2 separate regions of the Pan troglodytes genome follow, and region 2 is linked to region 1. Evidence: chromatin contacts called from public HiChIP or PLAC-seq data. All regions are on one chromosome and are shown on one strand. The core of a region is the stretch at or near the end of the contact, and the rest is flanking DNA. Distances in the headings are between cores, read along the strand shown.

Evidence for each region. HiChIP or PLAC-seq counts read pairs in DNA pulled down with a chosen protein or histone mark.
Region 2: an H3K4me3 HiChIP or PLAC-seq map of stem cell-derived excitatory neurons shows a contact between it and region 1, with 4 times the contacts expected there. The contact joins the promoter of FTL here to the promoter of HSD17B14 in region 1. A contact is called at or near these places in 1 of 7 Hi-C or Micro-C datasets (stem cell-derived neural progenitor cells) and 1 of 1 datasets of contacts at active chromatin or transcription factors (stem cell-derived excitatory neurons).

The regions. Positions count from the first base shown.
Region 1 is chr20:51,771,344-51,778,850 of NHGRI_mPanTro3-v2.0_pri, forward strand. It overlaps HSD17B14 (hydroxysteroid 17-beta dehydrogenase 14), which reads right to left and starts at 5,250. Exons shown (of 7, transcript XM_024351533.3): 1 at 4,826-5,250; 2 at 4,307-4,345; 3 at 2,925-3,007. The coding sequence starts at 4,913. It overlaps PLEKHA4 (pleckstrin homology domain containing A4), which reads right to left. Exons shown (of 18, transcript XM_063802045.1): 17 at 6,520-6,632; 18 at 5,595-6,054. The coding sequence ends at 6,549.
Region 2 is chr20:51,902,670-51,909,880 of NHGRI_mPanTro3-v2.0_pri, forward strand. It overlaps FTL (ferritin light chain), which reads left to right and starts at 1,834. Exons shown (of 4, transcript XM_063802058.1): 1 at 1,834-3,786; 2 at 3,947-4,093; 3 at 4,458-4,583; 4 at 4,760-5,054. The coding sequence starts at 3,685. The coding sequence ends at 4,912. It overlaps GYS1 (glycogen synthase 1), which reads right to left. Exons shown (of 16, transcript XM_016936483.4): 16 at 7,195-7,211.

The DNA of each region.
Region 1 (7,507 bases), core at 4,000-6,499:
GGCCAAGGCAGGCAGATCACTTGCAGTCAGAAGCATAGCTACCAAAAATTATGAAATTTAGCTGGTTTTGTGGCCCGCACCTGTAATCCCAGCTACTCAGGAGGCTGAGGCACGAGAATCGCTTGAACCCAGGAGGTGGAGGTTGCAGTGAGCCGAGATCACACCACTGTCCTCCAGCCTGGGCGACAGAGAGAGACCCTGTCTCCAACAAACAAACAAATGAAAAGAACGGAAAACATTTTGCTCTTAGACAAAATGCATCACACAATCCACCTATCAGGAGGCTGCTCGGGCCTGGCGGCAGGGTCGCCAGCCCTCACCTTGGTCAAGGTGTACGTCCCCAGTAGGTTCAGCTCCAGCAGCTGGCGGAATCCCTGGGCAGAGGTCTCCTCAGGCCTCTGTAGGGGTGGGTCTAAAGTGGGGGGTGAGAGAGAGAGGAAAAGTGACGGGGGCTGGACACAGTTGCCCACGCCTGTAATCCCAGCACTTTGGGAGGCTGAGGCAGGCGGATCATGAGGTCAGGAGTTCAAGACCAACCTGGCTGACAGGGCAAAACCCTGTCTCTACTAAAAATACAAAAATTAGCTGGGTGTGGTGGCGGGTGCCTATATTCCCAGCTACTCAGGAGGCTGAGGCAGGAGAATTGCTTGAACCTGGGAGGTGTAGGTTGCAGTGAGCCTAGATCCAGCCACTGCACTCCAGCCTGGGCGACAGAGTGAGACCCCATCTCAGAAAAAAAAAAAAAAAAAAAAGCCGGGTGCAGTGGCTCATGCCTGTAATCCCAGCATTTGGGGAGGCCGAGGTGGGCAGATCATCTGAGGTCAGGAGTTCAAGACCAGCCTGGCTAACATGATGAACCCCATCTCTACTAAAAATATAAAAATTAGCCTGGCGTGCTGGTGGGCGCCTGTAATCCCAGCTACTTGGGAGGCTGAGGCAGGAGAATCGCTTGAACCCAAGAGGCAGAGGTTGCAGTGAGCTGAGATCACACCACTGCACTCCAGCCTGGACGACAGAGTGCGACTCCATCTGAAAAAAAAAGAAAAGAAAGAAGAGAAGAGAAGAAAAAAGAAAAGAAAAGAAGAGAGACATGGCCAAGTGAGGGCACAGCCCTGGGGACACACAGGAGGGATGGAACAGGGCCACAGTTTCAGCACAGGCCTGGGGGGCTTCCATTGCTTTACTCTCCTGTCCAAGTGGCTAGAAAGAGGTATGAGGCAGGATGAGGGAATCAGGGGCAGGGAGTGGGGAAACTGAGGTACAGGAAACAGAGTTGGGGGGCAGGAGGTGGAAAATGGCCCTGGGGTCTCACAACTCACGGTGGCCAGCGTTGTTGACAACACAATCCAGGCGGCCAAATCGGCGGATGGTCTCAGAAACCAGGGTCTGAGGAGAAAGGAAATGTCCTTTGTTTTTTTTTTTTGGAGACGGTGTCTCCCTCTTGTCACTCAGGCTGGAGTGCATTGGCACGATCTTGGCTCACTGCAACTTCAGCCTCCTGCGTTCAAGCAACTCTCCTACCTCAGCCTCCCAAGTAGCTGGGATTACAGGCGACTGCCACCATGCCCGGCTAATTTTTGTACTTTTTAGTAGAGACAGGGATTCACTATGTTGGCCAGGCTGGTCTCAAACTCCTGAGCTCAAGTGATCCACCCTCCTCAGCCTCCCAAAGTGCTGGAATTACAGGTACCACGCCCAGCCCAGGAAATGTCCTTTGAATGAGCAGTAGATGGGGTGTCCAGCCATAAAGAAGACAGGGCTCCCAAATGCAAGGCAGGAGGGGGAAGCTGAACTCCCAGGTCAGGGGACAAGAGCTAGAGGAAGAGGGGACTCCGAGATCAGCAGACACAGCAGGCAAGCAGGAGACAGGAAGGAGACAGGGGGCTGGTCAGAGCCACACTGCAGTCGTCACACCCAGGGTCAGGGGGTGGGGCAGGGGGGTGACAAGGATTCAGAGAGAGCGTAGGGGACAGTTGCCCAAGGGGGGCAGATAACAGAGAGATACTGATTAAAAGGAAGAAATAGGAACCCAGAAATAATGGAGAAAAAATCAGTTACAGGCCACGTGCAGTGGCTCACACCTGTAATCCCAACACTTTGGGAGGCTGAGGTGGGCGGATCACCTGAGGTCAGGAGTTCAAGACCAGCCTGGCCAACATGGTGAAACCCTGTCTCTACTAAAACTACAAAAATTAGCCAGACACGGTGGCTCATGCTTGTAATCCCAGCACTTTGGGAGGCTGAGGCGGGCGGATCACCTGAGGTTGGGAGTTCGAGACCAGCCTGACCAACATGGAGAAACACCGTCTCTACTAAAAATACAAAATTAGCCAGGTGTGGTGGCACATGCCTGAAATCTCAGCTACTCGGGAGGCTGAGAGAGGAGAATCACTTGAAGCTGGGAGGCAGAGGTTGCGGTGAGCCGAGATCACACCATTGCACTCCAGCCTGGGCAACAGGAGCAAAACTCTCTTAAAAAAAAAAAAAAATTAGCCGGGCATGGTGGCGCACACCTGTAATCCCAGCTACTCGGGAGGCTGAGATAGGAGAATGGCTTGAACCCGGTAGGCTGAGGTTGCAGTGAGCCGAGATCACACCACTGCACTCCAGCCTCAGTGACACTTACAAAAAAAAGAGACAGAAAAATCAGTTCCAGTTGACCCACTTTGAGGGACTTATTCATTTCCATCCACATGTTAAATGTGCTAAGAGCCTTGGAGAGGTGTGACAGAAGGAACATGTGACCTGCCCATCAGTCACAGAAGACCTTGTGTGTGGAGTGACACTGGGTGGAAACCTTTGACGAGTCCAGCGGAGCCAGGAGAGGAAGGAAAAGTAGAGGGAAAGGCATATGCAAATGGCTGGAGGAGAACAAAGAACTGGTCATTAGCGGAGATGGGGGTAGGAACAGGAACTCGGCTTACCTTCACATCATCTTCCTGAGTCACATCACAGAGGATAAAGACAGCTCCAGGGAGCTCCTGCTCCAGGGCCCGGCCCCCAGACTCTGCAGGGAGAGAAGAGCTGGGAGCCTGGACCCCTGGGTCTGAGGGAGGAGGGGTTGGGGACTTGGATTCCTGGGTCTGAGGGAGGAGGTGCTGGGGGCCTGGACTCCTGGGTCTGAGGGAGGAGGGGCTGAGGTCTGGACTCCTGGGTCTGAGGAAGTAGGGCCTGGGGGCCTGGACTCCTGGGTCTGAGGGAGGAAGGGCTGGGAGCCTGGACTCCTGGGTCTGAGGGAGGAGGGGCTGGGAGCCTGGACTCCTGGGTCTGAGGGAGGAGGGGCTGGGAGCCTGGACTCCTGGGTCTGAGGGAGGAGGGGCTGGGGGCCTGGACTCCTGTGTCTGAGGGAGGAGGGGCTGAGGTCTGGACTCCTGGGTCCAAGGAAGTAGGGCCTGGGGGCCTGGACTCCTGGGTCTGAGGGAGGAAGGGCTGGGAGCCTGGACTCCTGGGTCTGAGGGAGGAGGGGCTGGGGGCCTGGACTCCTGGGTCTGAGGGAGGAAGGGCTGGGAGCCTGGACTCCTGGGTCTGAGGGAGGAGGGGCTGGGGGCCTGGACCCCTGGGTCTGAGGGAGGAGGGGTTGGGGACTTGATTCCTGGGTCTGAGGGAGGAGGCGCTGGGGGCCTGGACTCCTGAGTCTGAGGGAGGAGGTGCTGGGAGTCTGGACTCCTGGGTCTGAGGGAGGAGGGGCTGGGGGCCTGGACTCCTGGGTCTGAGGGAGGAGGTGCTGGGGGCCTGGACTCCTGGGTCTGAGGGAGGAGGGGCTGGGGGCCTGGACTCCTGGGTCTGAGGGAGGAGGTGCTGGGGGCCTGGACTCCTGGGTCTGAGGGAGGAGGGGCTGGGAGCCTGGACTCCTGGGTCTGAGGGAGGAGGGGCTGAGGTCTGGACTCCTGGGTCTGAGAAAGTAGGGCCTGGGGGCCTGGACTCCTGGGTCTGAGGGAGGAGGTGCCAGAGCCTGGACTCCTGGGTCTGAGGGAAGAGGGGCTGGGAGCCTGGACCCCTGGGTCTGAAGGAGGAGGGGTTGGGGACTTGGATTCCTGGGTCTGAGGGAGGAGGTGCCGGAGCCTGGACTTCTGGGTCTGAGGGAGGAGGGGCTGGGGACCTGGACTCCTGGGTCTGAGGGCAGAGGGGCTGGGGGCCTGGACTCCTAGGTCTGAGGGAGGAGGGGCTGAGGTCTGGACTCCTGGGTCTGAGGAAGTAGGGCCTGGGGGCCTGGACTCCGGGGTCTGAGGGAGGAGGTGCTGGGGGTCTGGACCTCTGGGTCTGAGGGAGGAAGGGCCAGGGTGAGGGCTGAGGGACCGTCACTCACCATCCTTGTCGCAGATAACCACTCGGGCCCCGCTGTCCACTGAGAATAGGAAGGGAACAGGTTACTCTCCGAGCCTTGGTTAAAGCCTCTGCCGCCCTCTTGTGGCCACCTGGATTGGGGCTGATCTCCCTCTCCCCTCGTGACCCCAGTCTCATGATCACCCATAGGACAGAGGGCAGACGCCTTGACACATACTCTCCTTGCCTTGTTTCTGCTGAGGCTCCTGAACCCCCGTTCGTGGCTTCCAGAGCAAACTCCACGACTGACAGAGCCATTCCTCAAACCACTGGTTTTGTAGCTACACCAACAGACCCAGAGAAAGGGGCCACTGCCTTCGGAGACCCTGTCAGACTCAGCCCTAGCCTACAGCGCCACACGCTTACTTTAGCCGGCAAATTGGCTTTTATAATATCAGAATCCTGGCTGCAGTACTGGAGTCCCTATTTTCCGCCCCCATCACCCCGCCCCCATCCTTCCTTTCTCACACTCCACAGCTCCCAGCAGTCAGACCCGGCTCACCGAAGGCGCGCACGATCCCAGCTCCGATGCCGCGCCCGCCCCCGGTCACGACCACCACCTTCCCGGCATAGCGCGTTCCCGTAGCCATCCCGTGTACGTCGGTCTCTCTCTCTCTCTACTCTGGGCCTCTTTCACCTCCAAAGCCCCGTGAGGCCGTCGCATCAAATCCTCAATAGAGGCTGGATCCTGGAAGTCCGGCCTCGGGGGGCGTTGCCAGGAAGGCTAGAGACCTGGAAGTTTGTCCCCAGCCCCTCCTCCCTCAGACACTCCTCTCTTCTCACAGACCCAGGAATCCAGGAGCCCCAGTCCCTCCTCCCACAGACCCGGGAATCCAGAAGCCCCAGTCCCTCCTCCCTCAGACTCGGGAGTCCAGGCCCCCAGCCCCTCCTCCCTCAGACTCGGGAGTCCAGCCTCCCAGCCCCTCCTCCCTCAGACCCGGGAGTCCAGCCTCCCAGCCCCTCCTCCCTCAGACCCGGGAGTCCAGCCTCCCAGCCCCTCCTCCCTCAGACTCGGGAGTCCAGCCTCCCAGCCCCTCCTCCCTCAGACCCAGGAGTCAGGGTCCCAGCCCCTCCTCCCTCAGACCCGGGAATCCTGGCCCAGCCCCCTCCACTCTCAGACCGCGGGATCAGGTTCTCTATCCCTTCTTCCCAGAGACCTATAAGTCCAAGCCCCCTGTCCCTTCCTCTCTCAGGACCCAGGAGTCCACGACTCCAGCTCTGCCCCTCAGAGACCCCAGTGCCACAACCCCAAACAGACAGAAACAAAGCTATTGACTAAAAGTTCAAAGTTTTAATCCAAATTTAGACAGTGTTGAGAAAACCAAACTTTGGCCATAGAAACCATTCCCCTCCCGGGCCCGCAATGGGGACCAGACCACGCCCCCTGATGCCCTGAGTGGTCCCAGATCTCCGGCGGTACCTCCAGACCACGTCCTCGCGCTCCGATTGGCTGCCGCTTTTGGGCGGATTAGAAGCTGGACTGTAGCAGAGTGACTCGCAGAGGCCATGCCCCCTCGTCTTGTGGCAGGACCGGAGGGGCGATCCCGGCATCCCACGCGGGCCCCCAGGGGGTGGGACCTCCTCCACGCCCACTCCCTCGGCGAGAGAACCCCGTGGAACCCGAATTAGCCACCGGGGGAGATCTGGGGGGAGGGGTCTCCTGGCACGTGGGGTCCGAAGGAGGCAGCGGCACACCGGGAAGAGGGTCTCCCTGGGAGTCCAAATTTCCACCTGGAGAGGATGAGTGGGACATGAGAATGGCAAACCTCAGCGCTAGGACTCCGGATTCCCAGCCCCTCCTCCCTCAGACCCAGGACTCCGGATTCCCAGCCCCTCCTCCCTCAGACCCAGGAGTCCAGGCCCCCAGCCCCTCCTCCCTCAGACCCAGGAGTCCAGGCCCCCAGCCCCTCCTCCCTCAGACCCAGGAGTCTGGATACCCCAGTCCAGTCCTCTTTGAGACTCAGTTGTCGGCCCTCTCCCCGCCCCCTGACCTCTTCCTCCCCTCCTCCCAAGTGTCCCGGACCCCAGTCACCTCTTGCCTGAGACCTAAAACTCCCAAACCCTGCCCAACTCTTTACTCACCAAGACAAAAAATTCCCACCGGCCCCCAGACCCCTCCTCTCCAGGACCTGGGATTCCAGGTCTCCAGCTCTCTCCTCCCTAAAACCCAGAAGTCCAACATCCCCAGCCAGTCACCTGTCATCATTCTGTGCCACTGCGACGCCTCAGTAGCCAGGGCTTGGGAGAGGCTGAGAACCCGCTCCCGGTGACCTTCGGAAGTCGGCAAGTAAGGGGTGGTGTTCCTTGGACTAGAAAAAAAAAGAAGATTGGGGGTGGGGGTGTGTACATGGGGGAGAGGTGGGGGATGGTTAATTGGTACAAAAAGAAAAGGATGAATAAGACCTACTATTAGATAGCACAACAGAATGACTATAGTCAATAATAATTTAATTGTACATTTTAAAATAAATTAAAGGGTGTAACTAGATTGTTTATACATCAAAGGGTAAATCCTTGAAAGGGGATGGATACCCTATTCCCGATGATGTGCTTATTTCACATTGCCTGCCTGTATCAAAACATCTCAATTATCTCGTAAATATATGTATACCTAGTATGTACCAACAAAAATGAAAAATTAAAAAAAAAAAAAGCAGGCCAGGTGCGACAGCTTATCCCTGTAATCCCAGCACCTTGGGAGGCCGAGGCGGGCAGATCACTTGAGGTCAGGAGTTCGAGACCACCCTGGCCAACATGGTGAAACCCAGTCTCTACCAAAAAATACAAAAAAGTTAGCCAGGCATGGTGGTGGGTGCCTGTAATTCCAGCTACTAGGGAGGCTGAGGAAGGAGAATCATTTGAACCCAGAAGGCAGAGGTTGCAGTGAACTGAGATCACGCCATTGCACTCCAGCCTGGGAGACAGAGCAAGACTCCGTCTCAAAAAAAAAAAAAAAGTAAAAAATAAAAATAAAAATAAAAAATAAACAGCTGGCACAGTGGGGACCCGGGTACCGCACGTGCCTTTCTGGGAGTTGTAGTTCCTAGCACGTGTCTCTAAAAGATGTTAAACATGGCACCGCCCTCATACCGCCCACATGCATTATGGGATTTGTAGTCCATTCGCGCGTCACTATCACCCAATTTCCTTGATGCAGAAGTAGGATCTGCTATTGACCAAGGGA
Region 2 (7,211 bases), core at 584-3,083, 130 kb after region 1:
CCGCCGTCTGCTGGCCTAGAGATACCTGCTTGGGCCACTCAGGGACGTGGGGCTCTCTGCACTCACTTGACATCTTTTTCTGGGGTGCCCTATGGGGTCTGTGGGTTAGGGATGAGTTGGTCCTGGGCCTGACCTGCAGGAGCTCACGGGAAAGGAAAAGAAGGGAGCTCACGGGAAAGGAAAAGGGAGCTCACGGGAAAGGAGGGTGATAGGTGGTACATCTGTCGCAGCCCAGGATGATCTGTGCGGGACAGAGGCAGCGGCCTGTGAGGCCCAAGCAGGCGTGTGGGTAGGGGAAGAACAGCACGGCCGGCTGCAGAGCAAGCCTCCGGGGCCCGGGGACCACAGCCTGGCATGTCACACGTGGGACCTCAGGAGGCCATACCTTTACTGAACTGGAGAATGGGAGTGGGGGGAGGAGGGATGGGAGGACCAGAGGAGCAGGAAGGGCTCTGGAGCCTGGTGGTGAGGTCGCTGGAGGGTGGCAGGCTGAGGACACCAGGGCGAGGGCCCACGGGAGAGGCCTCCTGAGCTGGGCTGAGGACAGAGAGGAAGGGACCTGGCTGGGGACTGAGAGGCTGGAGGGCAGGGCAGAGGAGGAGGAACCTGGTCTGGCCCCACAGCTGGGTGGGGCCCCCCTGGAGAGGAACTGCCGGAAGAAGGTGCTGAGCTCAGAGGCCCAGTGACCTTAGACACAGGCGGAGCGAAGACAAGGGGGCTAGAGGATGTGGGTTCTCAGTCACAGGGTCTCTGGCGCCCCCCTCTGGGTCTTTACCCCCTCCCATCTCTGGGTCTCTGTCCCCACTCTCTCTCTGGGTCTTTGCTTTCCGAGCCTCTGTTCCCACCCCACCTTTGGCCCTCTTTCTCTGGGCCTCTTTCCACCCCTGGCACCCAGACCTCTGGCCCCCTCTCTCTGGGTCTCTGTCCCCCGCTCTGGATCTCTGGCCCCCCATCTCTCTCTGGGTCTGTCCCCCCACCCTGAGTTTCTGTCCCCCTCTCTCTGGGTCTCTGTCCTCTCTCTGGCTGTCACTCTCTCTTGGGTCTCTGTACCTCCCCTCTCTCTGGGTCTCTTTCCCTCTCCCCGGTCTCTGTCCCCCGCCCCCGGGTCCCTGTCCCCCGCCCCCGGGTCCCTGTCCCCCCAACCCCAGGTCTCAGTCCTCCCTAGTCTCTGTCCCCTTCTCTCTGAGTCCCTGTCCCCCCTCTCTCTGGGTCTCTGTCCCCCCTTCTCTGGATCTCTGTCCCCACCTCTCTCTGGATATCTGTCCCCCACTCTGGATTTCTGTCCCCTCCCGCCGGATCCCTCTGAGTCTCTATCCCCCCCACCCCCGTGTCTCTGTACCTCCCTGCCTCTGTCCCCCCCCACCTCTGTCCCCCCCCCCCCCCTCTGGGTCTCTTTTCCCCTCCCTCTGGGTCTCTGTCCCCCTCTCTCTAGGTCTGTCCCCCTCCCCTCTCTCTCAGGGTCTCTGTACCCCTCTGTCTCCGGGTCTGTTTTTCCCTCTCTCTGGGTCTCTGTCCCCCTGCCCAGGTCTCTGTCCCCCTCTCTCTCAGGGTCTCTGTCTGAGTCTCTTTTTCTCTGGGCCTCTGTCTCCCCACCCCACATTCTCTATGGTCTTCAGATCCTGTCTCTCTCAGCCCCTCCTCTCCCTCCACCTATGGGCCCCAAGGCCCCTCTCGGCCGACCAAAGGTCTCTGGGCTGAGGTATGACATTTGGTAAATGAGTAACTCGGGCCCCACAGTCAACGGGGTGCTTTGGATGGCTGCCCCTCCTCCATGGACTCTTCCCAGAGACCCCAAGTCAGGGGAGAGAGAGGGGCAGAGGATCAATGAGTGTACACTGAGCCACCACCCAGAGTGAGGGGACAATATGGCCACAGGCAGGATCCCAGAAAAAAAAAAATTATGGGAACCAAAAAGACACGGAGACAAAGCACACAGCCGGCTTCCAACAAGGGGGGACCTTGGGGTAGGGGGCCCGATTTGGGTCTGAGCCAGGTCTAGTTCTGAGGGTCCCACCAAAAAAGTCGGGGAGTGCCAAGGGGATGAGGTCAGCGAGTGGCCCCACCCCCATCCGTCCCCGCGGGGGCCCCTTCCCGCGCTGAGCTCAGCATGACTCAGCAGTCGCTGCCTGCAACAAGGACCCCAGATACCGGCCTGGCGGGGCATCTGCAGATCCCCTCGGTCAGGGGCTGCCCCGCCTGGGCTGTTCGAAGCAGCTCCTCTGTAGGGCAGGGCCTGACCTCACCCCACACCCCAGTGGCTTCAGCTCCCTGCCCAGCGCACGGGCTGCCTCCATCAGGGCACTTAAGTAGAGTCAAGGTTTGCGCCGACTCCGTCTCCCAGAAATCAACGTGGACCAGGCCCACTTAAAAAATATGCATTAGTCGAAGACAGACGTCTCGTCCATAGGTCCCCAGACTGTTTGTCCACAACGCAGGGCTTCTCTTTGTGGGCCTGAAAGAGCACACGTCAGGCAAGACACGAGGGCAACTTCAGAGACACTGTTCAGGGCCACGGAGAATTCTCGAAGTCTGTGAGTTGCCTCCAAAACAGCCTCCAGGAAATGCAATCCCAGAGACACCGCAAAGCTCAAAACACACTTTTCATTCCTCCCCATTTCCACTCCCAGAAAAAGCCTGGGCCCCTGAAAGAGCTCCAAGGTATCCCCAAAGTCCCAGCCCATCTTTGGAGGGTTCCAGAGGGCTGTCCAGGGTTCCAGAAGTCACCCTACCTCATACAATGCTCCCCCTGGGCTTCCCGCACTGGGTGAAACCCACGGCTCCAGAATAACTGCCCTTTCCAACTTGCAGAGCACCTCAAGAACCTAAAGATTTCCCCGGGGAGGGCTCCAAAATATAGAGAGTTTGCATCGTGAACCCCCACCTCTGTAAATCCCAGGACTCCAGTCCCCGCAACACTCCATCTTCCAGAGATCTCCAGGGGTCCAGAAATAACACCTCACAGCCTTCCAAGCTTCCCAAGGATCCGGAGACTCCTTATCTTGCAGCGCAAACCTCAGGCAACTACAGGTCCTCCCTGCACCTTTGAGGTGCCCCTCCCCCCACTCAAGGTTCCAGAAAAATCCATGCCCTCGGAAACCCCAGAATCTTACTTTCCGGAGGCACCCCCAGGACCCCAGGGTCATCAGTTCACAGGGCTGTTAGTGCTCCCATAAAACTCTAGCCTCCCAGAGGGACCCCAGCCCCCACCCTCCCGCCCACGAACCCCTGCATTTCCAGAATCAGCCCCAGGGCCCCAACCCCCCCAAGCCCCCCAAGCCCCCATTTCACAACACGCTGGCGCTACAGGCGCGTGACTTCCCCTTGCTTTGGGGCGGGGGGCTGAGACTCCTATGTGCTCCGGATTGGTCAGGCACGGCCTTCGGCCCCGCCTCCTGCCACCGCAGATTGGCCGCTAGCCCTCCCCGAGCGCCCTGCCTCCGAGGGCCAGCGCACTATAAAAGAAGCCGCCCTAGCCACGTCCCCTCGCAGTTCGGCGGTCCCGCGGGTCTGTCTCTTGCTTCAACAGTGTTTGGACGGAACAGATCCGGGGACTCTCTTCCAGCCTCCGACCGCCCTCCGATTTCCTCTCCACTTGCAACCTCCGGGACCATCTTCTCGGCCATCTCCTGCTTCTGGGACCTGCCAGCACCGTTTTTGTGGTTAGCTCCTTCTTGCCAACCAACCATGAGCTCCCAGATTCGTCAGAATTATTCCACCGACGTGGAGGCAGCCGTCAACAGCCTGGTCAATTTGTACCTGCAGGCCTCCTACACCTACCTCTCTCTGGTGAGTCCCCAGGACGCCCCTGGCCCTAATTTCGTCCAGCTGCGCACCTCCGGCCCTCACTGCACGCGCCAGCCTTCTTTGTGCGGTCGGGTAAACAGAGGGCGGAGTCCCCTTGGCCTCGCCCCCCGCTAACCATTGTTGCCTCCATCTCTTCCCGTAGGGCTTCTATTTCGACCGCGATGATGTGGCTCTGGAAGGCGTGAGCCACTTCTTCCGCGAATTGGCCGAGGAGAAGCGCGAGGGCTACGAGCGTCTCCTGAAGATGCAAAACCAGCGTGGCGGCCGCGCTCTCTTCCAGGACATCAAGGTAACTAGTGTGTGGGTAATGGACTACATCTCCCAGCAGGCCGTGCGCGCGAGGAGCCTTGATTTGAGGGCTTAGGTGTCGCGTGGGCTTCTGGGAGATTGAGTTCGGTCTTGTGAGCCCTCTTAACCGCTGGAAATAGAGGCGCACCTCGTGCAGTGCCCACAAGACGCGGCAGTCCACACCGCTGCATGGTCTTAGGGACGTATAGCTGTAAGAGCTAGGACAGGGTGCGGAGAGTGATAAATACAAGCTGTCACATGTCTTTGTGGCCTGGGCCTCTGACCCCCAACGACTCTTGGGAAATGTAGTTTTAGTTCTATGTGCCGAGTGTGCGTATTCTGAGCCATTTCTCCCTTCTGTATAGAAGCCAGCTGAAGATGAGTGGGGTAAAACCCCAGACGCCATGAAAGCTGCCATGGCCCTGGAGAAAAAGCTGAACCAGGCCCTTTTGGATCTTCATGCCCTGGGTTCTGCCCACACGGACCCCCATGTACGTACCCGCTGCATCCATGGCTACCCAACCATACCCCTCAAGCCTCTGCTCCCTTTGGGCAAATTTCCTTCAGAGCCTCATTTCACACCTGTCACATTTTAATCTGCAACTGGCTGCTCTCTCTCCCTCTTTTCCAGGGATTGGGTTTCTAATTTCTCCCTCTTCTCTCTCAGCTCTGTGACTTCCTGGAGACTCACTTCCTAGATGAGGAAGTGAAGCTTATCAAGAAGATGGGTGACCACCTGACCAACCTCCACAGGCTGGGTGGCCCGGAGGCTGGGCTGGGCGAGTATCTCTTCGAAAGGCTCACTCTCAAGCACGACTAAGCCTTCTGAGCCCAGCGACTTCTGAAGGGCCCCTTGCAAAGTAATAGGGCTTCTGCCTAAGCCTCTCCCTCCAGCCAATAGGCAGCTTTCTTAACTATCCTAACAAGCCTTGGACCAAATGGAAATAAAGCTTTTTGATGCAGCTGGTGGTTTTGTGTGTGGTGTGGAAGATGAGGTGGGATCTGTTCTCATAAAGCTTCTGGCTGGGTTGGGATGCCAGTGAAAGAGGAGTTGGCCCCATCTCCCATTTTCTTACCTGTCCTAAGACAAGAGGCTATCTGGGTAGTGTTGAACCTGAGGGTTCTCTGCTTGCCTGGCTGTTAACTGTCCCTCCCAGATGGTAGAGATAGACTCCAGGGAGTTGAATTAAGACCTAGGTTGGTACCTAGAAACAGACGTTAGGTCTCAGCCAGAAACAGCCCTATTTAACGAGTGATTATGGGGCCGGGTGGGTCGCTCACCTGATGTCAGGAGTTCGAGACCAGCCTGACCAACATGAAGAAACCCCGTCTCTACTAAAATACAAAGTTAGCTGGGTGTGGTGGCTCATACCTGTAATCCCAGCTAGTCAGGAGGTTGAGGTAGGAGAATCACTTGAACCTGGGAGGCGGAGGTTGCAGTGAGCTGAGATGGCGTCATTGCACTCCAGCCTGGGCAAAAAGAGTGGAACTCCCATCTCAAACAAAAAACATGTCTGCCTCACGGAAGTTGCGGTGAGCTGAGATGGTGCCACTGTGCTCCAGCTTGGGCAACAGAGTAAGACTCTGTCTCAAAAAAGAAAAAAGCCTCAATTCTGGGAGGCAGTTGGAATTATTAGGCCCTTTATATGGGCACATTGACGCTATTGCTATGCAACTTGCATGGCAACCAGGAGGCTCACTGAGGTCTTTGCTCCAGAGTTTAGAGATTACGGCCCGAGCTTGAGTGATCCCAATGTGAGGCGCACACTGAGAGGAACTGGCCAGTGGAGCTGAGCAGCCAGGAACACGTGATGCCCAAGCAATGCTGGACAAGGGGTTTAGGGTTCATCACAGAAATGGGATGTGAAACTTTGGGCCGGATTCTCCAAATGGGAACTGAAGAAGCTTAAAACAGGCCTTAAAAAGCACTTGCTGTGTCCAAGCTGCAAAACTGCTGTGTCAGCTCTGACTCTTCCCCTTCTCCTTCCCCTGGGGCTGGGGCAGGGTGGTTCAAGCCTGTAATCCCAGCACTTTGGGAGGCCAAGGCAGGAGGATCACTTGAGCCCAGGAGGTTGGGACCAGCCTAAGCAACATAGGGGGACCCCCCATTCTCTAAAAAAAAAAAAATAAATTTAACCAGGTGTGGTGGCACGTGCCTATAGTCCCTGTTACTTGTGAGGCTGAGGCGAGAGGATCACTCGAGCCTGGGAGGTTGAGGCTGCAGTGAGCCATGATTGCTCCATTGCACTCCAGTCTGGGATTCAGAGGGAGAGACCCTGTATCAAAAAAAGAAGTGGCCAGGCGCGGTGGGTCACACCTGTAATCCCAGCACTTTGGGAGGCCGAGGCGGGCAGATCACCTGAGTTTAAGAGTTTGGAGACCAGCCTGGCCAACAACGTGAAACCCCGCCTCTACTAAAAATACACAAATTAGCCCGGTGTAGTGGCGTGCTCCTGTAGTCCCAGCTACTCAGGGGGCTAAGGCAGGAGAATTGCTTAAACCCAGGAGGCAGAGGTTACAGTGAGCTGAGACGAGATTGCTCTCCACTGCACTCCAGCCTGGAAGCAAGGTGAGACTCTTGTCTCAAAAAAACAAAACAAAACAAAACAAAAACCATCCTGGCCAACATGGTGAAACCCCATCTCTACTAAAAATAAAAAAATGAGCTGGGCGTAGTGGCGGGCGCCTGTAATCCCAGCTACTCTGGAGGCTGAGGCAGGAGATTCACTTGAACCCAGGAGGCGGAGGTTGCAGTGAGCCAAGATCATGCCACTGCACTCCAGCCTGGTGACAGAGCGAGACGCCGTCTCAAAAAAAAAAAAAAAAAAAAAGCTACATGAGGTTCACAGCTGTCCTATAGATCTTCCTCCCAGTCACACAGCCCCTTTATGCCAAAGATGTCTTAAGTCAAATTTTTGCCACTTGCAAATCAAGTCCCAAGTAAGCAATCAGAGATACCTTCCATGAATGACACTGGAATTTTAGAACAGCAAAATCCAAGTCTCTCTAGAATAAGAGGATGAGCTCAGACCAGGGAAGGGGTGGCACTGGGGGGACGTCACAGCCAGGCCCACCAAGTGTCATGTCTGACCACACCTGGGATTCTTAAATATAGATGT